Linked DNA regions of Zea mays: all the other regions are linked to region 2. A link is a contact called in public Hi-C data. All regions are on one chromosome and are shown on one strand. Each heading gives the region's core, a stretch centred on a gene start, on an enhancer-like site or on the middle of the called end of the contact. The rest is flanking DNA. Distances are from core to core; before and after follow the strand shown. Region 1 holds the start of LOC100286139. Region 2 holds the start of LOC100501057 (DNA dependent RNA polymerase D largest subunit). Region 3 holds the start of LOC100501552.

What was found. A called contact is a pair of places that touch in the nucleus more often than the background predicts.
Region 1: a Hi-C map of ear shows a contact between it and region 2, with 4 times the contacts expected there. The contact joins the promoter of LOC100286139 here to the promoter of LOC100501057 in region 2. A contact is called at or near these places in 3 of 25 Hi-C or Micro-C datasets (bundle sheath, ear and tassel).
Region 3: a contact with region 2 is called in a Hi-C map of ear, with 3 times the contacts expected there. The contact joins the promoter of LOC100501552 here to the promoter of LOC100501057 in region 2. A contact is called at or near these places in 2 of 25 Hi-C or Micro-C datasets (ear and tassel).

Annotation. Positions count from the first base shown.
Region 1 is chr1:192,555,487-192,558,186 of Zm-B73-REFERENCE-NAM-5.0, reverse strand. LOC100286139 reads left to right here and starts at 1,402. Exons shown (of 3, transcript NM_001159027.1): 1 at 1,402-1,899; 2 at 2,075-2,304; 3 at 2,388-2,700. The coding sequence starts at 1,566. The coding sequence ends at 2,666.
Region 2 is chr1:192,910,308-192,913,007 of Zm-B73-REFERENCE-NAM-5.0, reverse strand. LOC100501057 (DNA dependent RNA polymerase D largest subunit) reads right to left here and starts at 1,256. Exons shown (of 18, transcript NM_001195895.1): 1 at 1,182-1,256; 2 at 821-941; 3 at 583-707. The coding sequence starts at 1,256.
Region 3 is chr1:192,650,778-192,653,477 of Zm-B73-REFERENCE-NAM-5.0, reverse strand. It overlaps LOC100501552, which reads left to right and starts at 1,285. Exons shown (of 3, transcript NM_001366930.1): 1 at 1,285-1,910; 2 at 2,061-2,673. The coding sequence starts at 1,546.

The sequences.
Region 1 (2,700 bases), core at 153-2,652, 350 kb after region 2:
TTTTTTATGTATAAAGTAAAATATATCTCTAATATATGTCTTTGATGATAAAATATGTGTTGGAGAGGGCTGGCACGTAGGAGGTAAGAGCATCCGGCTCTAATATATATCTCTAATTAGTCGGTTGCCCGTACGTTGCGACGGTTTACAACAATACCTACGTAAACTATCCACCAAAAAAATTCAATATTTTTTACTGATTGTCTCCGCTCTCCGTATAATATTTTTTGATTTGGCTAACTGATGTTATTGTTTATTTCATGCAATATGTCTTGGTACAACACGACCAATTGAGTGAGCGATTAGAAGAGAGTTCACAATAACTGACTAAACGAACATAGATTATAAAATGACATAATTCCATCATACAGAGACCAAAAAGAGAAAGTTTGTGAGCTCAAATTTCTAAAATAAGTCACATGAACTCAAACTTATAAAAAAGATTGATCAAAATATGGAGTGATTGCTAAAGTCAGGCATTAATAAAAACTGGATGCGCTCCATATAAATTATGCTAATTTGTAGCAATTACTAACGTTTAAAACCAACAAATAACTTTTCATTTTACTGTTAGTGTGACAAATCATTGTTGCTTCATCCAATTCGGCAACCTCAAACACCGTGGAGTCCATTGCGCCAATCTGGTCTCAGAAACGACCTAATGCTTGCAAGAGCAAGAACGTCGTGTCGTGCTTGGGCTGTAGCCTCGACCCGTAGTGCTGGCCCAACCTGACACGATTATATATATTTATTTATTTTACAAGAAAATATATACATATATATAATTTATATTCAATAATAAAAACATTTGAGCACAATGTTCTACTGGTTAGACAACTTCACCTAGTGTCTCCTGGCCTTCTTTTATCATGGCGAGGGGTTATTTGTTAAAAGATGACACGAGACGACCGTTGAAACTGATGCTTTAATATAGTATAGATATATGTCTTTGATAAATTTTAGTTACTTAATAGTAAAATAGTTATCTAACAGGCTAACCATTTAACTCGATAAGATATCCGGCTCTATATTGAGTTATTGACTCATTCACTAACCAAATTTAGTTAGCAAATCACGCTAGTCAAGCTAACTTGCATATTGGGAAGTTTTTTGAAATGAGATGTTATATATATCGCCTGATTGGATGCCTGTATCTAAACGCGCAGGCTCGGGTGGCCCTGGCTGACCCGATACGACAATTTTCTGTGTACGAGTGGATGCAGCCAAATAGCTATAAAATAGCTTGTTTTGCATCCGCTCATACAGTCTGCGTCTCTCTTGTGCAGGCAACCAAACAAGAGCTCAGATAGAGTTAACGCATACGGTGGTTTAAGACGAGATGGTATGGGTAACCAAACATATGGATAGAGTTTAATCTATACGAAAGATAAATAAAGAGTCAAATAGAAAGTTAAAAATAAATAGTTTCTCGTAGAAATTCTAAGTCGGACAACAAACAAGCAGGAGAGAAGAATCAGTGATCTGTGCTGTGAGTACCTGACCTCTTCCAGACAGCCTCTGAAATCCCCTTCGGCCCTTCCTGCTCCAGCGGGAGCGCACCAGCAATGTCGTCGGCGGGGCCACCGCCGCCGCTGCCGCCGTGGAGCAGGCTGGAGGGGCAGGTGGTGCTGGTGACGGGCGCTTCCTCCGGCATCGGACGCGACTTCTGCCTCGACCTGGCGCGCGCCGGCTGCCGCGTCGTCGCCGCCGCCCGCCGCGCCGATCGTCTCCGCTCGCTCTGCGACGAGATCAACGCCTCCGCTGCCTCCCGAGCCCCCCGCGCGGTGGCTGTGGAGGTCGACGTCGCCGCCGGTGGTTCGGCCCTGGAGGCGGCGGTGCAGAAGGCCTGGGACGCCTTTGGCCGTATCGACGCCTTGGTCAACAACGCCGGCATACGAGGTACGACTATCCACGAAATCTGAGCTCGAATATCTTCGTTTAGGCATCTAGTAACTGCCAGATGGAAATATGCACCGAACCAAATTTAGCCCAGTCCCCAGTTCGTTAGCGAACCAAGAACGTATCGGCTGGAACGTATGGTAATATCTGTGTCTCTTGTTTTATTACGCTTCAGGTGCAGTGCATTCTCCATTAGATTGGCCCGAGGATGAGTGGGACAGAATCATCAAGACGAACCTTACCGGATCATGGCTCGTGGCCAAACATGTCTGTCGACGCATGCGTGATGCCAAGCTGAAGGGTTCAGTGGTTAACATCACCTCTATTGCTGGCCTTAACCGTGGGCATCTGCCTGGCTCCACGGGATACGCATCCTCAAAGGCTGCTGTGCATTATGCCACCAAGGTAGGTAGCACTGCTATTCCTGATCGCACGTTTGTTTCGCACCTGTGTGTTCATAATAACTCAACCCAATGATGTCTTCGCAGATTATGGCTTTGGAATTGGGCGCGGATCGCATCAGAGTGAACTCGATTGCACCTGGACTCTTCAAATCAGAGATAACTGCTCCTCTGTTTCAAAAGAGGTGGTTGAGCACCGTTGCTTCAAAGATAGTGCCGCTTAAGGAGCATGGCGCTACTGATCCTGCATTGACGTCGCTGGTCCGTTTTCTGATCCATGAAGCATCGTCGTATGTGACTGGCAACATCTTCATTGTAGACTCAGGTGCCACCATACCTGGTGTTCCGATATTCTCATCCCTGTAATTCCCCCCCTTAAGGTTTAGTTCATTGTACCTTA
Region 2 (2,700 bases), core at 7-2,506:
GAACTAGGCAATTATGTAAATTTACCATGCCTAAGCTCTATTTAAAAAAAATCAGTTAGAGTTAATTCGACTGCATGATTAACTAGTTCAACTCACAAACTATATAAATGGCTTGTGAATTAAACTTTGATGCAACCACGACTACAATATTATATTTAATTTCAGGACAAGATGACTAACATAAGAAACAACAAAGAGAATAATAGCTCACTAAGCTAGTAAGAATCAAACTAATATACACAATTTTCTTCAAAAAGCATTATACTGTTTTCGTGTGTATCAATACCTACTGAAATAAATAAGTAAAGGATTATATGAGGTAAGGTAACATGCAGCAAACAAACTCATCAATGTATAGCACAATAACATGTAGTAATACTGAAATTTGTTTTAGCAGTCAAGGACTCTCAAGCGTTACTTTAGTTCATCAGATGAACAAAGAGAGCTCCTGACAAAATGGCCAGATAATCTGAAAGCAATTCATTGACTAAATTATGGTATCAATCAAAGAACTTTGGCAAAGAGACAAAACATGTAGTGCTTAATGGGGATAAAAAATAGGTCAGTCAGGAAGGTACAAACCTTTGTATCTATGCCTTCCCTTGGGCTGAGACAGCCAGGACATATTCGGTTTAGAAAGTGAACAACGTCATCGATGAAGTATGGATTGTGTACTGTTGCCGCCAGTTTAGTCACACCAAAATGCCCTAAAAGTTTTGACAAGTTGATTCTCTTTGCACAAAAATGCACTCAAAGCAGATGCTTAGATGCTGCATGCTTAATATTATATTTTTAGGTAAGCATGCTTAATAGTGCTCACCATCACAGTCGCGTCCACGTTGTGATCCACAAGTCTCACACTGCAGGGAACCATTTGGTAATCCTAGCTTCGGACTAGTGACATCACTCACTTCGATTATGCTCATGCTGCTCAATTTTTCCTGAAATGGTTAATAGTTGCATAAAAGTTATCTCTGACAATACAATGTAATGAATAGAATAATCAAATTACTCTATGTGCTGACTTGATAAGAAAGTAAGCATTTGCATAGATGACCAGAAGCATATAGTACAAGTTGTAGAAAGCTTCTGTTCACAAAAAAGAGAAAGAAAAGTATAAAAGTGTAATGATGCTCAACAATTTAGTTGGGGGTAGAAGTTGTGTGAAATTAAAGGCATACCATATCCGTACTCGTCATGAGATCAAATTTTATGGCATTCAGAATAGCTTCAGGAGGTTCACGATGTAGCTCCATCCTGCACAGGAGTCCCATAGAAAAATAATTCATGCCGACAGAAGTAGAAACCAGACAGAAGGAATAACACACCAAGAATATTAGTGTAAACAGACATAGCTCTGAATATTACACTGAAATACAGTTATTTTAATCCATATATAATTAGTACTAATGAAAAAGTAAAGACAAAAGGATACTCCATAATGATGATAGAACTAGTCTTTAAATGAGAAATCTCACTCTAAGGGCTAGTTTGGGAACTCCAATTTCCCAAGGGATTCCTATTTTTCCAAGGGAAAATGAACTAATTTCCCTTGGGGTTCCCAAACTAGCCCTAACAATGCAACCGTGTAGAGTGTCCTAGTGTGTTTTGCTGTTTGCAGGCTACACTACACAGCATTTCAAATACTTAAAGGATCACAAGATCCCTCCATGAAACCTATTAGGAGGGGGAGGGCACAACACTAAAATGGAAATTTGGTACCACCAGATGCCCTCTAATTTGGCGGTTTCATTTCTTCGATGTTTGTTTTAGTTGGGTCAACTTATGCCCTGTAACAACTAACCAACACCCACCCTTTTTTTGTCTTGTCGGGACACTTTACACACTGTAGTACTGTACTGTATCTTAGTTGTAATCTGCTGTATTCTTTTCAGGTCCCTTCATCTCCTCTTAATGAAACACATGCACACCACGTTCTCGAAGAAGAAAACAATAAATGCCTTCATAGATAAGATAACAGGACATAAAGCCAACATAATACAGGTTATATGGAAGAAACAATATCAGGGATACACCCAAATATCAAAGCATCCATAATTCCATATATTCCATTCAAGACATCACCATACTCACTCTCTGTTTAAAAGACATCACCATGACAAACTTGGGAAGTAACCAAACAACCAGTTTTAACCAGTTTTAAAAATACGCTGGCAGGCCCCGGGCCTGGTGACTGCCTGGGCTCCTCGCCGTTCATGTCCATTAGTCGTAATGATGAAGCAGCCCACAAAAAGAGATAAAGTTTCATTCATTCATTAGCCCATTAAGGACCTGAGCGGTGACTGCATGGGCTCCTCGCCGCTCAGTGGCGTTCATTAGCCCAATTTTAAAAATACGCTGGCAGGCCCCGGGCCCGGTGACTGCCTGGGCGGCTCGCATCTACCTTCCTATCTTGACAACGGTTGATTTGTGTGCCATCTCCTCTACGAGCAACAAGGACCTGAGCGTCGCCAACCCCGCCACCGTGAGCGCCATATCTCCGGCGAGAACCGTGTCGCCGACAAGGAGGAAGAGGAGCATGACGATGTCGAGCACCAAGGCCTGCTCACATGCGTGGATGGCCTCCCGCCACTGTGAGCGAGACCTCTGCAGAGAGAACCTGTCGTCGGCGAGGAGGAAGAGGAGCAGAATGTAACACCCCGTCCACTCCCAGACCGGCGGTACTTACTCCTGGCAGCT
Region 3 (2,700 bases), core at 36-2,535, 260 kb after region 2:
GTCTTGGAGGTGTGATTGGACATCATAAGTTTGATGTTTTCTCTAGAAGAAGGAACAAATGGTTTTGTACTTAAGGAAATATGGTTCCAGCTAGTAGAAGTATCAATGTCAGTTGTTTACTAAATTCATCGTTGGAATTATGGTTGGAATTATGGTATACTGGTTCACATTGGTGTGTTTAGTTGCAAGCCGAGGTAGTACTTTCTCATGTCAATGTTTTTTATTAGGAATCAATGCAAATAACAGTTCCAACAAAAGATTATGTTGGTATGCCAGTTTGTTTCATTTCTTAATCCTGATGGTGTGTAGTCGATGCATGCTCGAGGTGCTAATTTTACTATTACTTTGAGTATTGATTTTTTGCTATACTATTAAAATAGTGGAATTGTATGCACTGGCAATTTATTTTATCCGATATAAAAATAGGTGAAAATAATTCTGTTAATATGGTTAGGTTGAATGGGGAGGATAGATGACGTAATTTAGAGGACGTTGTTGGAGATGGTGAAAATATAGAGGACAGAATCTTTTAGAGTGTACTGTAAAGGACAGAGAATATTCCTTTAGAGGATAAAATTTAGAGGACGTTGCTGGAGCGTGGTAGCCCCGTGTGATTCCTACAAAGGGCCTCTGCCCTCTGGCTCGACGCGAGTGCCATGGGTCAACAAGGTTCGACTTGGCGGGCAAGATGTTCTTTTTCTCTTGTTGAGTTGTTGTATTTTTTAAAATGGTTTGTTTTTTTCCGATAAACACAATACGTAAAAAATTATCATAAGCATGCACCGAAGAAAAAATAACTTAGCTTAAGAACCATGGCTAGAAAGAAGTCTATAGCGTGGCTGGCAAGACAGTCTTTTGAGTGTCACATTATGCCAACCATTAAAAGTTAAAGTCCAGTTAACAATCAACTTATCACTTTGTCAGACTATTACAAATCTGGTCGAGAAAAACAAAACGATCTGTATGTACTACCCCTGTTTAATGTAACCGCATCCAGCTGGGCCATTTTTACGGGCTCAGGCTGCTAAACTAGCAGCCGTGTATCGCTGGGCCGGTCCAGTTTCTTTGGAAACTGAAAATTCGATGGAATCGCGAATGATAGGTAGGCCCGCCCGGGCAGGAATTATATTTGGAAGAATTCAATTTGGTCCCATTTCGCCCGAAGACCCCACAGTCACAGTGGAGGTACAGAATTGCGCAGAGGTCCATTCACCGGCTCCATTTTCTGGAACGAGACCGAACCAAATAAAGAAAGAGGAAAAGGAAGACGAAGACGAAGAGGGAGAAAAAAGGGACCAGAGGGCCGGAAGCCCGGAACCAAAACCTAGACGAACCACACAGGCAGTCAGGCACAGCGCGGGCCGGGGAGATAGATAGGCAGACAGGCAGGCAGGGGGGCGACGGCACGGGGCGGGGCTAGCCAACCAGACCAACCCAAACCCTAGCTCACCGCTCGTTCCATTCCAATCCATGGAGGTGGCGCTATGAGCCGCCGCCGGGACGGCGGGACGTGGAGCTGGTGCGGCCGGGGAAGACGAGTCGAGGATGACGGCCAGATCGGACGATCCCGGCGTCTCGCCAGGGACGTCGGCGGCGGCTGGCGGCGAGATCTGGGGCACGTGGGAGGAGCTCCTCCTGGCGTGTGCCGTACGGAAGCACGGTACCGCCAGCTGGGACTCCGTGGCCATGGAGATGCTGTCCCGCTGCCCTCCCGCCGCGGCCGACAGCCTCACGCCCGCTGGGTGCCGCCTGCGGTATCGCCTGCTCCACCGCCGGTTCACCGCCGCCGCCGCCGTAAACGGTGACGAGGAGCCCGACGCGGCCTCCGCCGACTGCTGCGTGGAGGAGCTCCGCAAGCTGCGCGTCGCCGAGCTCCGCCGCGAGGTCGAGAGATACGACCTCTCGATCGGGTAAATGGCCGGAAAAAAAACCAGCACGGAGACGGACCGTATAGTTAACGAGAAAAACATAAAATGCGTTCGGGCCTGGCCCGGCCCGGCTTGCTCAGCTCAACCATCCTACGCTGATCGGTCGGCCGCGGTTTTTTTTTTTCGTGTCAGGTCATTGCAATCTAGAGTGGAAAGGCTTAAAGAGGAGAGAGCGAGGAGCATCTCCGGCGAGGCCAATCCAGTACCGGCGGTGAAGGAGGACGGCGAGGAGGAGCCGGCGGAGGGGAGGAAAGAATCTCTGGAGGAGGAGGGCGACGATGCCGGCGGCGGGGAGGAGGATCGTGTCTCCGGCGGCGAGTCCGGGCGGTCGTGCAAGGAGTCCAACTCGTCAGATCTGAAGCGGCCGCGGCCAGCGCGAGACGCCGGGGACGGCGACGCGGCGGCGAGGAGGGAGGACGAGGGGGCAGGAGACGCCGCCCGCGAGTCGTCGGCTGTGAAGCGCGAGCAGGTCTCCGGTGAGTCGGTGGTTGGGTCCAAGGACACGGTGGCGGCGGCTGACACGGAGAAGGAGAGCAGCGACGTGCAGAGCTCGGCCAGCCCGTCCCGTCGCCGCGAGCGGGAGATCGGCGCCGGCGAGGACGCGGATGTGGCCTCAGCGCCGCCGCCGCCAGCGCCCGCAGCGGCGGTCCTCCCCGCTGCGGAGGCCGAGGCGTTGCGCGCGTTCCTCGAGGTGGTGCGAACCAGCAAGCCGGGCTCCGTGTTCGAGCGCCGGCTCGAGAGCCAGGTAAAAAAAAATTATCCTCTACTTGTT